Linked DNA regions of Gossypium hirsutum: region 1 is linked to region 2. A link is a contact called in public Hi-C data. All regions are on one chromosome and are shown on one strand. Each heading gives the region's core, a stretch centred on a gene start, on an enhancer-like site or on the middle of the called end of the contact. The rest is flanking DNA. Distances are from core to core; before and after follow the strand shown. Region 1 has its middle 14 kb from the start of LOC107919874. Region 2 has its middle 26 kb from the start of LOC107941644.

Evidence for each region. A called contact is a pair of places that touch in the nucleus more often than the background predicts.
Region 1: a contact with region 2 is called in a Hi-C map of leaf, with 5 times the contacts expected there. The contact joins two enhancer-like sites. A contact is called at or near these places in 2 of 34 Hi-C or Micro-C datasets (leaf and seedling).

The regions. Positions count from the first base shown.
Region 1 is chrA13:19,588,577-19,592,572 of Gossypium_hirsutum_v2.1, forward strand. No RefSeq gene overlaps it. Among protein-coding and RNA genes, the nearest start is that of LOC107919874, 14 kb to the right of the region's middle. Within about 2 kb of position 2,410, at least 2 of the 9 cell types and tissues checked have an H3K27ac peak or open chromatin away from gene starts, as enhancers often do. A contact at or near this core is called in leaf, where this site is marked.
Region 2 is chrA13:19,371,185-19,374,766 of Gossypium_hirsutum_v2.1, forward strand. No RefSeq gene overlaps it. Among protein-coding and RNA genes, the nearest start is that of LOC107941644, 26 kb to the left of the region's middle. Within about 2 kb of position 2,102, at least 3 of the 9 cell types and tissues checked have an H3K27ac peak or open chromatin away from gene starts, as enhancers often do. A contact at or near this core is called in leaf, where this site is marked.

The DNA.
Region 1 (3,996 bases), core at 1,160-3,659, 220 kb after region 2:
ATAGAGGTGTGTTTGGTTCATTTATATTCACAATCAAACTCATTTATTGGTCGTTTATAAGCTTGTTTATTGACTCGCTTATTTATTAATGATATTTTCTTATTAAAATTCTATTAGTATATATTGATAAAATTATCTTAAAACTCGTTTATTGTTCCATTAGCATATATTAATAAAATTATCTTGATTTGTATTTTTTTTCATTTATAATATAATTATTTATATTTATATTTATATTTGACTATTTTAGATCTAAACAATATATGTGTATGTATTTATTGTCTGTTTGTTTGTTTATTATTTATTAACATTGTTCGTGAATATGTTCGATTAAGTTAAATGAACACGTTCGCGACCATTAAACAAACGAACATTAACAAAAAATTGAAATTTTTAATGAACATAAACTGAACACGAACAAGCTTAAAGTAAACAAACAAACATGAACAGAGATTTGTTCGTTCAAACTCGGTTCATTTATAGCCCTACTTGTGTGGTGAAAAAAATAAAAATATATGAAAAAATTATTTAATCAATTTTTTAAAAAATTAATTATTATAAAGTAGAGGAGAAATTCACTTACATTGATGTGAAATTAAAGTGGCTTTACACTCTTTTGTAACTTTTGTATAATTAATTTTTTAGCAATCTAACTATTTTATTTCATGCTTTATATTCATGTAGATTATACATGTTAAGTTTAATATAAATTAAGAAAAATCTAATGATTCGTTTTATGTAAAAAAGTTTTAACTATTTTTTTTTACAATTATATTTATAAGTTCAATAATTAAATTGTTAAAATATTAAAGGTAAACTACACCCAAGGTCACTCTAAAATAATATTTTTCCTATTTTGGTTACACTAATTTTTTTTTAAGTTACTCACTCTAATTAAGATAATTGTTCGAACTAGTCACCGTCGTTAAAAAATTTATTAATTCACTAATAGATTGCTGACATGGCACCCTAGCCAATTGAACGAACCATGACATGGGCACTTTTTTTAACTTTTGCCTAAAGTTTAAGGACTTATATGTAATTATTCCAATTTTTTTCTGTTCCTTCTGTAACCTGTCCACCATCAGGGAAACCAGTTGGTGGCGACAATGGCGGCACCAGCGAGGATCCTCCGCAAAGCGCCAATACCCGCCCATGAGGAAGGAAGCGACGCCGCTGAGTGATAATGAAAGGACGTCGATGGCGCTTGCACTGGTTTCTCTCAAATTAAAATACCATACCATTGACAATTCTTTTGTTTCTTCCATTTTTCAAATGCAAAACTTTGAATTTTCTGACACTTACTGATAACTAATATCTTTAATTTGTTTGGGCATGTATTAATTTCATTATAATTGCAATTGTTTTACTGCAATTATTAACTTGAAATTCGTTGATGCTGAAGGGAAAGAAGTATCTTCTTCTTCTTTGAACAATAGCTCTTAGTTTGGTAATTGTTTCTACCTTAGAAACTTTACATTGTACTTCTCTATCATCTTACCTGCAGCATTAATGATACCAATTATGATTCTGCAAGTAGCAACTCCCATATTGTTCAAATTGATACCTAATATGATGAATTTGGGTGTTCTTTTGCACTGGTTTCCCTCAGAGAGCAACTCAAATAATGAGATTTCTCGCTTTTCTCTATGATTCAGTTTGTATACATAATTACAGATGTTTCAACACATGGATGGATCATCATCATTAACTATCTAGCACATGGATGAATCTTTCCCGGTTGTTGAAACTTGAGTATTCACAATTAGTCTTTTTTAATTTTGGAAGTATATAGTTATTTAAATCCCACTCAAAATTTTGGAGGAGAAAGTTTCCATCAATGAAGCACTCAACAAGCATTGGGATCCGATATTTTGGCCTGTATGAAATGTGCCATCGAAGACGAGGTCGACATCCTCTTAGTGGCAGCACTCCCTTCCTCACGAGCAGGTATTGGCGCTTTGTCGAGGATCCTCACCACCAACTAGTTTCCAGATGGATAAGAAGGACAAGTTTCAGAGAGAGAAGGGAAAGAAATATATAGATATATATTTTTTGGCATAATTACATATAGGTCCCTAAGCTTTAATTAAAAATAAAAATGTACCATGTGTCACTATTAATTTGGCTAATGTGTTACGTGAGCAATCCATTAGTAAATTAACAGATTTTTTTAATGACAATAATTAGTTCAAATAATTATCTTAATTAGAATGATTAAATTGAGAAAAAAATTAGAATAATCAAAGGGACATGGAGTGTGATTTACCCTTGGGTGTAGTTTACTCAAATCTTAATTATATAAAAAAGTGGAACGGGAAAAAAGACCAAGGTCGACGGAAACTGTCAGCCTCATGCTATGAAAATCCCTCACTTTAAGAATAGGCCCATGGGTTCACCCATTGTTATAAAGCCTGCAACCTATTTTCACTGTTAATGGGCCCATTCAAGTGCAATAATGGCCCACTCACCCTCCTACCCTCTTATTACTATGAGTTTCTCGTCCAATGAAATTTTAAAAAGGAAAAGAAATTTACTATCAACGTATAAACTTTATTATATATTATCAAGTAATTTAAAATTTTATGGATGTAGCAAAAACTTTTGGAAAATTATTCGGTATAACGTTAGCAGAGTTTTTAAACTCTACAAAGTGCAGTTAAATATTGATAAATTTTTTATAGGAGTATAGTAAATTATTAAAAATATGTATTTTAAAAAAGAGACACATATTAATTTTTTAAGGCTATTTTTCAAATAAAAAATATACTACCAGTATACCAAATACTCACACAAAACTTCTAGGTATATATGTGTTTTCAACATCATTAAAACTACTTAAAAAATTATTAGTATCTTATACATTACCGATAAGAGTTAAAACACTCCACAAACGGGTCTAGATTGATGCAAAGTGTTTTTAGAGTGTATTAAAATAATAATAATAAAATAATTAAAAAAAACATTTGACATTTTCCTAAATCCGCTTGTAAAATTTTTTAACTCCACTAACAATAAATAAAATAATTACCTTAAAAAAACACTTAGTTGAGATTTATGCTCATATTCAAAAAAGTTTTATTTTATATTATAACATATATTTCTTTTCATTAATTTGTCCCTTTTAGGTGTAACGTTGATTTAATATTTGTATTTAGTAAGATGGTAAAATTCGAACATTTTATATAGTGATAAAAATGTAATAATATAATATAGAAAAAAAATCTTATATTTTATATTTATTTTTTAAGAATTTTTTTAAATATTTATTTGACTTAAAAAAATTTAAAAATATTAAAAATAAATAGTAAAAATTAAATTAAAAGGAAGCGAGATAGACTGAGGTAAAAATGAATACATGCAACATCCATGGAGATAGTAGTAATAATTTTTAAAATTATATATTCATAATGAAGGAGAAGTAGTGATGAAATATAGTATACCAATTATATAAATTTAACAATATTTACTTTTAAGTAAAAAAAAATAATGATTATTATAACAGAAACGTTTAAAAGATATAATGTTTATTAACAGACATATTGATTAGGAGTTTGAAGGGTTATGGTACTTATACTACCATGTTGGGACCATATTTTCATCATTAAACATTCACAATATAACAAATTCATGTAACTTAAGGCTTCACCTAATGATTGATTATTATATCTACAATGGAGAGGTTTTTGTAAAAAATAATTTTCTTCGCTATTATAATTATATTAAACTACCAATTAAATATTTTTTCAGTTTAAATGTCACAAATTAATTATCAAAGTTGTTAATATATGATTTCAGAAAATAAATAATTGGTTATGGGAGTCCAGATTAAGAATCTATCACATTTCTTTAATTTATATTTATGATTTTTAAACATTAAATTATTGATTTTTTTTTTAATAAAGCTTACATTTTGTAAAGATTCAACACACATCATCACCTCACGCAGGTAGAATTTCAGATTGATAAGCAAAGATTACACAGTTAGTTTGCAGC
Region 2 (3,582 bases), core at 852-3,351:
CAATTGATCCTCCCGCATTTTTATTATTTACAATCTCATTTTATTTTGTTTTAATTTAGCCTTGACCTTTTATTTTTATTTCAATTTAGTCCTATTTACTATTTTAAAGCTTATTTCGGGATGATGTCGTTTTGAGATTTGGGTCAAATTGCCCAGTGAGTCCCTCAACTTTTAATGCATGTTTCAATTAGGTTCAAAGTTCATTTTATTTATTTAAAATTAACCCTAGATTTTTATTTAAATTTAATTTTAATCCTTTTATATATATACATTTTACATATAATTTATTTATTTTAAATATTTTATATATATTATTTATACATGTAAAAAATTATTATATTTTTTATTTATTTATGTGATTATTTATCGTATTACTTATATTTCATTGTACATTATATATATATTTTATTATATATTATATTTTATTATATATTGTTCTCTATATTATCTTCATTTTGTTATATATTATTTTATTATTTATTATTTATTAGTATATATATAATTAAAAATTTTATATTACTATTAAAAAATGCATATATCATTATTAAATATTTAATGTCTAATATTTTTAAATTTACTACAAAATTTTGTACCTATTTAACATATTCTTATTTTTTCTAAGTATATTAAATTATTATATCATGTAGCGTATATATATATTAATCATCTCTAAAAAATTCATACATTGTTTTAAATATTTTATTTTTTAAAATACTTCATCTATTTTTTTTTTAAATTTGTATTTGTTTTCTTATCTTTTTTTATTTATATGTTCATGATTTGTTTATTTATTTTTGTATCTTTTTGTATTTATTTAATATTGTTTTAGTATGCTAATGTTATCTCACCAACTATTTGTTATTTTTATGTTATTTGTTGTTTATTATATTTGCATAAAAATTGATTATTAATGTTATTTTAAGTTATATTTGCATAAAATATTGTTATATATTATGTAATTTATATTGTTATATTCATTATGCTATATTTTGCATGAAATATTATTATGTATGTATTATGTAATCTATATTGTTATGTTCATTGTTTTCTGTGATTATATTTGCATGAAATGATAATGTATATTATGAAATTTATGTCATTATTTATCATTTTCTATATTATATTTGCATGAATTGTTAAAGTATGTATCATATAGTTTATATTATTTGGTATCGATACCTTGTAATATGTTAAATACATCATTGTCATAAAATTTATATTTCATTTAATCCAAAAGAATTTTAAAAATAAGGCAATATTTTTGGTATTTAGGAATTCGGGAAGTAGTGCCCTAACATGCTGGGTTGCGATTTCTCGTTTGTCTAAATGTCTAAAATATCCTTCTAAATAGATTTCGTAAATCACGAGATTATTTCAGTTACGAAAGTTTAAAAATATCGTGTCCAATCATGCTGGATGTGATGTTTATACTCTTTTGGAGTGAAGGAATCTTGATTTTTTTTACTCGAATTATTACAGTTTTAAAAAGATCTTATTTCTAAATTCTTTCAAACTTTTGACATTAAGATAAAATTATTCAATTTGGTACCAATTTTGGGCGTTGCGAGGGTGCTAATCCTTTCTCGTACGTAACCGACTCCCGAATCCGTTTTCTCGTAACTTCGTAGACCAAAATGTTTTGTAAGGTGATCCAATCACACCAAAAAAAGTTGGTGGCGACTCCCTTTTTCAAAATACCTCCCCTTTAAAAAAAAGTTTCGACAATAATCATTTCTAAAAGGTTGAAATGGATAAGAAGACACTTCTGGATTGGCTTGGGGTCTCCTCTTTTCCTTTGTCTTCCATAGGTTTTCTACATCTGTTTTAATTCTGTTACTTATTTTAATCTAGTCCATGATAATGCATTTGGACGGATGGATATGGATAACCAGACATTAAAAAGTGAATGTTTTTAACTTCATATTCATGTGACGCTTTGTTTTCTTGTCTGCTAATAAAATCAATCAATCCCCCTGGAACGAATTGGGTGAAGCCAAGAACCAGAAGCAAAAGCAAATTGGATAAGAAAACTATGCCATGTGGTCCAATCCATGTATTGAACCCTTTGTTCCACAGCCTTAGAAATCCAACCATGTGGGGTGTTTCCATTTTTGCCTTGAAAATTGATGCATCCTTGGGGGGGCAGCAGCAATCATCTGAATACAATAATGTTGGCCTCAACTTTACACAATCATAATGCCAATAACATTCATAGCATCCGACTGCTAATAGCAAACAGCTAATGAAGACACCCACAGTCCCCAGATTTTTATGCAGATGGCTTCTCAAATAAAAACTGACCCTAATTGTTGTATGCTTTTGTTTGTTTACCAAAAAAACTACAAGTGGGCAACCCTTCTTTCATATTCTAAGTTCTAGCCTTAAGCCAAAATTATTCCATTTCTCAAACCATGTGATTCATTTGCCTCTTGCCTTAATGTTATTTCTTCTTTTCGAGACAAAACAATCTCAATCCTATATATTTACTTTTGGTCGGTCAAGTTTATATATGATATTAGAATAATTTCTTTAATTTGTAATAGTTAATTTAAATCCGTTTTAGACTCACTTATTTATTTTTGAAAAATATATACTATTTTTAATTAATGTTTAATAATTTTATTTGTATTTTATTAAAGTTTTAAAGTTTGACAACTTAACAAATTTTTTAAAAATTTTTATATTATAAATTTAAGTTTTATGTGATATAAGTTACATAATATATAAAATAAAATAATATATTATAAATTTAAAAGAAGGACTCAGGCTTTGAATATTGAAGTCTAAAATTAATTTGTATTTTTCAATTTCATTTTTTAAATCAACTTTTTTTTATCCAAACCCTTATAAATATTGTGTGAAACTTTGAGTTGAAATATAAAACTTGAAACTTAAACATATTTGCTGATAAGTTAGTGACCTTAAATATTTCTTTTTTTGGATTTTACAGCTGCTTTTTTTTCCTTGCAAAGTTCAAGTAAAACCAAGCATGGGTAGAAGGATGAACTTAAGGTTTGTTTGCTTGGTGTAAAATAATAATTTTTAAAAAATGTATTGATTTTAAAAAAAAATTAAAATTTTTTAATGTTTGAATAATTTTGTGTAAAATACCTTTTGCTATTTGGTAAATTTTTTTAAATTATTTTTTAAAAATTATTTTCAGTGAAACAAATACAGTATTAATGAGAACTTTTTCATAATTGATCTAGAAAATAAAATTTAATTACCAATTAATTGAAATAATAAACAACATTGATTTGAAATGATTTTTTTATAATAATATAAAAAATTAAATTAAATTAATATGTATAACGTTTATATCATAACTAGAAAAATAATCAAATGCATAAATTAAACTATAATTATATAGTTCATAGCAATATAACCTAACAACAATACCTAGGTGTATAATTAGAGCAACACCAAAATTATCCACAAGCTTAAAGCAACAATAGCATGAAAAAAAAGCATAAGGAAAACACCGTGAACTTCGAAATGGGAAATCTCAAATCTAAGATCTGAAAAATGAAAAAAAATGATAATCAACTTATTAATGACTTAAAATAGCATGAGAAATGAAAA